Regions from separate parts of the Macaca mulatta genome. Here region 2 is linked to region 1. Evidence: chromatin contacts called from public Hi-C data. All regions are on one chromosome and are shown on one strand. The core of a region is the stretch at or near the end of the contact, and the rest is flanking DNA. Distances in the headings are between cores, read along the strand shown. Region 1 holds the start of EP300 (E1A binding protein p300). Region 2 holds the start of RBX1 (ring-box 1).

Region 1 (2,939 bases), core at 206-2,705:
AGCAGTGGGTACACCCTGCCAGGTGGATTCGACCGGGATTTGAGGGACCCGCCGCCCAAGGGCCGAAGAGCAGGGCCGCCCGACGGGCGCTCCCATTTGGCCACCTGAGTGGCGACTTGGCGCCTTCCTCGGCGCAGCTCCGGGGTTCCGTCGTCCCGGTTCCCACTGGTCCCTTACGCAGACACCAAAGCCAGGCACCTTCCCTCGTAACTATCCACCGACTGAAAATAGATTCTGAGTCCGCCCCCGCCCCTCCCCCCTTAAAATCCTCCCCCCGCTAAAATCCTCCCCTTTAAAGGGAGCCACCGGGTGACGCCGGGGGAGTTTGCGGAAGCGCTAACCGCGTTGGGGCCTAGGGCGGATCCCGTGATTGGAACAGGCCCCGCCCCCGGCTCCACTTCCCCCATTGTGTGAGCGGCTCGGGCCTAGGCCCCGCCTCCCTTCGGAGGCCCGGCCCCTCCCCTTTTTCACCCCCCTCTTGGCTCATTTCCGGCCGCCGTCGCTACCGCTATCCTGTAAGGAGGATTCGGCAGAGGGAAGAAACAACAGCCGCCATCTTGTTTGTGTGCTAGGCTGGGGGGGAGAGAGGGCGAGAGGGAGCGGGCGAGAGTGGGCAAGCGGGACGCCGGGCTGAGTGCTTACTGCGGGAGCGAGAGAGTGCGGAGGGGAGCCGGGTCGGAGAGAGGCGGCAGGGGCCGAGACAGTGGCAGGGGGCCCGGGGCGCACGGGCTGAGGCGACCCCCAGCCCCCTCCCGTCCGCACACACCCCCACCGCGGCCCCGGAGCCGGGCCGGCGTCGACGCCTAGGGGGGACCATTACATAACCCCGCGCCCCGCGGCGCCTTAGCCCGCCGCCGCGGGCGGCCCCGAGCGGAGCCCCGGGGGGCGGGCGCTCCCAGCACCTGGCCGCCGGCGGTGGGGGCCGTAGCGGCGGCCGTATTTATTTATTTTCCGCGGGAGAGGAAGGCGGAGGGGAGCGCAGCGCGAGGAGGGGCCGCCTGCGCCGCCGCCGGCGGAGCGGGGCCTCCTCGGTGGGCTCGGCTTCGGCGCGGGCGTGCGGGTGGCGCTGCTCGGCCCGGCCCCCTCGGCCCTCTGGTCCGGCCGGCTCCGCTCCCGGCGTCCTTGCCGCGCCTCCGCCGGCCGCCGCGCGATGTGAGGCGGCGGCGCCAGCCTGGCTCTCGGCTCGGGCGAGCTCTCTGCGGCCATTAGGGGCCGGTGCGGCGGCGGCGGCGCGGAGCGCGGCGGCAGGAGGAGGGTTCGGAGGGTGGGGGCGCAGGCCCGGGAGGGGGCACGGGGAGGAGGTGAGTGTCTCTTGTCGCCTCCTCCTCTCCCCCCTTTTCGCCCCCGCCTCCTTGTGGCGATGAGAAGGAGGAGGACAGCGCCGAGGAGGAAGAGGCTGATGGCGGCGGCGGAGCTCCGAGAGACCTCGGCTGGGCAGGGGCCGGCCGTGGCGGGCCGAGGACTGCGCCTCTAGAGCCGCGAGTTCTCGGGAATTCGCCGCAGCGGACGCGCTCGGCGAATTTGTGCTCCTGTGCCCTCCTCCGGGCTTGGGCCCAGGCCCGGCCCCTCGCACTTGCCCTTACCTTTTCTATCGAGTCCGCATCCCTCTCCAGCCACTGAGACCCGGCGAAGAGAATAAGGAACTTCCCCTATCCCCTCGGGTGCCGTCGGAGCCCCCCAGCCCACCCCTGGGTGCGGGGCGGGGACCCTGGGCCGAAGAAGAGATTTCCTGAGGATTCTGGTTTTCCTCGCTTGTATCTCCGAAAGAATTAAAAATGGCCGAGAATGTGGTGGAACCGGGGCCGCCTTCAGCCAAGCGGCCTAAACTCTCATCTCCGGCCCTCTCGGCGTCCGCCAGCGATGGCACAGGTTAGTTTCGGCAGCCCCGGCCTTCCACGTTCCCCTTAATCTTTTCTACTCGGTGCGCCTTTATTCTTCCATTTTTTTTTCTTCCTCTCTCTCTAGTTCCCTGCCCCTTAATTAATTTTAAAGGTATTTGAATGAGCGGGTCGAAGACGTCCAGTAGCCCAACCATTTTCTTTGCCTCCTAATACATTGGTTGCAACACTATGTCATATCGGTGTGTGTTCTGGAATTAGAGCTCGTAAGTGGGTGCTGTATAGAAATGGCCTGTATTGTTGCTCCCGTGCAGTTTGATTTGGGAAATGCCAATGCATTTGTGTGTAAGAACTCCTATGCAATTTAAGTTTCAATTCTTTTGTTCTTGGTAAATGAAGAATTTAGAATCCTTTCTCCTTACTGTACTTACTCTGTTTCCTCTACTTTCCACTCTTTTCAAGATTTTTTCTCCTTTGCAGAATATTTTATGTTGAAGAATAGGGTGTAAGAAAATCTTGATATTGTGTGTGCGAGGTCGAAGATTTCAGATTAGAGGTGAAATTTAACAATTCTTTTATCTCACCTACCATTCTTAGCTTTTTTTTTTTGTTTTTCTTCTTATTTGCTTTAAGAATCAATATGGAGCGCAGTTCATTTCACATCTCCCAGTTCTTTGGTGTGAGACCAAAATGTCTGAAACTCCGGATTTTTAGATTGGGAGAACAGGGGCATGTTCTTTGCAGTTTCAGTCACTTTCTCATTTTAGGGGAAATAAAAAAGATAAACAATTTTGTAGAGTTACGTACCTGGAAATCAAGGTTAAAAGAGTTCCAGTCATCAACTACAAACATGAACTGATTGTACAAAAGTTTAAAATGTGCATTAGATTTTGTGTTTGTGTGTGTCTCTGTCTTTTTACACTTTTAAACATACTTGGAGATCAAGATTTTCGTGTAAAAGCTTTGCGGATTTTTTAGTTCATTCAGTTGTGGACTAGCCCCTTTGTCAGGAGAAGTTCAGGGAGACTTCCTCCATCATCCCTTCATTCTTCTCTTACAGTTAGTTTAATGGTGTTATCCTGATGGGTAAGGACCTTTTCT
Region 2 (2,981 bases), core at 61-2,560, 150 kb before region 1:
GGGTCGGGCGCGGTGGCGCACTCCTGTGATCCTAGCACTTTGGGAGGTCGAAGTGGGAGGATCGCTTGAGCCGAGGAGTTCGAGACCAGCCTGGGAAACAGAGTGAGACCTTGTCTCTATTTAAAACAAAAAAAAATCGGCTCTAGCCTGTAATTCCAGCACTTTGGGAGGCCGAGGCAGGCGGATCACCTGAGGTCAGGAGTTCGAGACCGGCCTGGCCAACATGGTAAAAACCCGTTTCTACTAAAAATACAAAAGAGCCGGGCGTGGTGGCGGACACCTGTAATCCCAGCTACTAGGGAGGCTGAGGCAGGAGAATCGCTTGGACCCGGGAGGTGGAGGTTGCAGTGAGCCGAAATCGCGCCAGTGCACTCCAGCCTGGGCAACAAGAGCGAAACTCCGTCTCAAAAAAACACCCCAAAAAGAATGCTTCACAAAAATTAAAGAAATACAGCGACTGCAGATGGGTCGGTTTCACTATAGCACAAGTAGCGGAAAGAGGACACAGACTGGGGAGAAATCACCCTACACAAGATGACAACTGAGGAATGAGAAGTGGGGACTGACACACGCCACGGTGAAACCGCGCACCACGACCAAAGGCGGTCCTAGGACTGCGACTAAGCGGGCGCAGAGGCCACCCTCCAGGCTTGGCGGGGGGATGAGGGCAGCACTGGGGGCCTGCTCAGTCTGGCCTTAGGGAGGACCTTCGGGGCTCTCCTCTCTCCCCATCGATCCCTGAGCAGTTCCCGAACAGAAATCGGAGACCAGACGGTGCCTGGGCCCCAGCCCTCCCACGCGGACTGCGCCTTGGGCCTGGCTCGGAGGTGGGTCAGAGTCTGCGAAAGACCAGCGAGGGCTCTCAGGTTTCGGGGCAGGCGGCGGGCGCCCACCCCGGCTAGCAATGGGAGTCGCGCGGCGACCGGGCGAGCCCGGTAGGCAGGACAGGACTGCGGCGCAGGTCCGACTCAGGCGGAGGAAGCAGCCGCCGCCCCAGCTGATGGAGTGCGGCCGGGGGCTTCCCAGAGGAGGCGGCGACCTCGAGCCCTTTCGAACGTTTCTACCAGGCTAGCTCACGTAGCCTCGGCCCCGCCCGGCCCCGCCCCGCCCCACCCACTCCGGCCACCGCCCCCTCCCCGGCCGACACTTCGCGGGTGGGGCGACTTGCGATAGCCCCTTTAAGAGGCGTGGTCACGTGCTCCGCCCCCACCTCCCCCACGCGCGCCAGTAAGGGGTGGGGTGCGGGAGGAGGTGCCGGGGAGGCTGGGGGAACGAGGTGTGCGCTGCTGCGCAGGCGCGGTGGTCGGACGACAGACCGTGTGTTTCCAAAATGGCGGCAGCGATGGATGTGGATACCCCGAGCGGCACCAACAGCGGCGCGGGCAAGAAGCGCTTTGAAGTGAAAAAGGTTGGGTCTCGCCAGCGCCTTCCTCAGGGAAGCTAGAGAGGCGCGGATCTGGCTGGCAGGCCCGAGGATGGTCGAGGCGCGGAGTAAAGGGTTTCATTTTAGGGCGTTCCTGGGACCGGGTACCACGAAAGGAAGTCGGGGGGCGGGCCTTAGAGTTGATCGGCGTGACGGCGGCCCACTGTCAGGGGAAGTGTTGGTTTCGATGTGAGGCTGAGGGGCCAATCACAGAGCTGCTTGTTGAGATACGCGGGGTTGCGACTTGGCGGCGGGAGCCAAGCGCCTGAGCTGTCACTGGAGTGGTTGAGAGGTGGGGGAAGGTAGGGTGGGGTGAGGTAGGGTGGGGTGGGGTGGGGTGGGGTGGGTGGAATGGGGAGTCAGAGCGACTGCGGCGGTGGAGGATGGGGCAGTGCGGCGAAAGCCTGGAACCTGAGGTCCTACCGCATTGGAGGCCTCTGAGGAGCCCCGCTAGTGATCTTGCTCCGCCCCTTTTTGAAGCTTGCTTGGGGTCCTCTCACTTGAAGGGATCAGACTTGTTCCTCGCTGAACCGAGGCCTCCATTAACCCCATCTCTGGGCCTCACACCGCCGAGTTAGAGTCTGGAGTGTAATGCTTGGGTGTTCTGAGACGTCTGTTGGCTTTTCCCACAACCACCCCACTCTTGGATTCTCTGTCACGTTCAGAATCTCCCCCTTCCGAAATAATAATAAAAAGCACGGTGGAACTTGTTAAGAAAATCCGAGCCCAAATCCTGTGGCATTTCGGAAGGGTTGAGTACTAGTTGCGAATGACTTGGTAAGAGGGGAAAGCAAAAATGGAACGTGTCTTTTGCATGAAATGCATTTTAGTGGTTTGCCACAGTTTGGGAGAAAAGTGTCGATTCCCACCTAACATGAAAACTATTCGAAATGGAGATTCTGAAATAGGGAAGATATTCCTGGAACATCTGGCTAAACACTGACAATATCCCCCCCCTCCTAGTGCTTTTTGGTGTCTCATTGTGGCCACTGCTGCTCAGTTACAGCCAGCCATATTGAAGAATAATAGAAGTAGGGGCTTTTCCTCCAAGTTGAAGCTGTGATGTGAAAAGTGGTGAAGAAGTTACTAGGCACTGAGACTGGGGTTTGAAAGCGATGAAGGTTTGGGAGTACTTGTAATTGAGGAAACCAGAGTTGAATGAATGAAATGCCACTTTTAATTAAACTCTTACTGGAATTATTATCTTTTTTTTTTTTTTTTTTTTTTTTTTGAGACGGAGTCTAGCTCTGTTTCCCAGGCTGGAGTGCAGTGGCCGGATCTCAGCTCACTGCAAGCCCCACCTCCCGGGTTCACGCCATTCTCCTGCCTCAGCCTCCCGAGTAGCTGGGAGTACAGGCGCCCGCCACCTCGCCCGGCTAATTTTTTTTGTATTTTAGTAGAGACGGGGTTTCACCGTGTTAGCCAGGATGGTCTCGATCTCCTGAACTCGTGATCCGCCCGTCTCGGCCTCCCAAAGTGCTGGGATTACAGGCTTGAGCCACCGCGCCCGGCCTGGAATTATTATCTTAATAGAAGAGTCTAAACATATAAAAGTTCA

What was found. Hi-C and Micro-C count contacts between places; a contact is called where the count stands out from the background.
Region 2: a contact with region 1 is called in a Hi-C map of liver, with 4 times the contacts expected there. The contact joins the promoter of RBX1 here to the promoter of EP300 in region 1. A contact is called at or near these places in 6 of 14 Hi-C or Micro-C datasets (CD4 T cells, blood, cortical neurons and 3 more).

The regions. Positions count from the first base shown.
Region 1 is chr10:10,427,119-10,430,057 of T2T-MMU8v2.0, reverse strand. It overlaps EP300 (E1A binding protein p300), which reads left to right and starts at 1,455. Exons shown (of 31, transcript NM_001266486.1): 1 at 1,455-1,869. The coding sequence starts at 1,776.
Region 2 is chr10:10,579,753-10,582,733 of T2T-MMU8v2.0, reverse strand. It overlaps RBX1 (ring-box 1), which reads left to right and starts at 1,310. Exons shown (of 5, transcript XM_015150450.3): 1 at 1,310-1,408. The coding sequence starts at 1,331.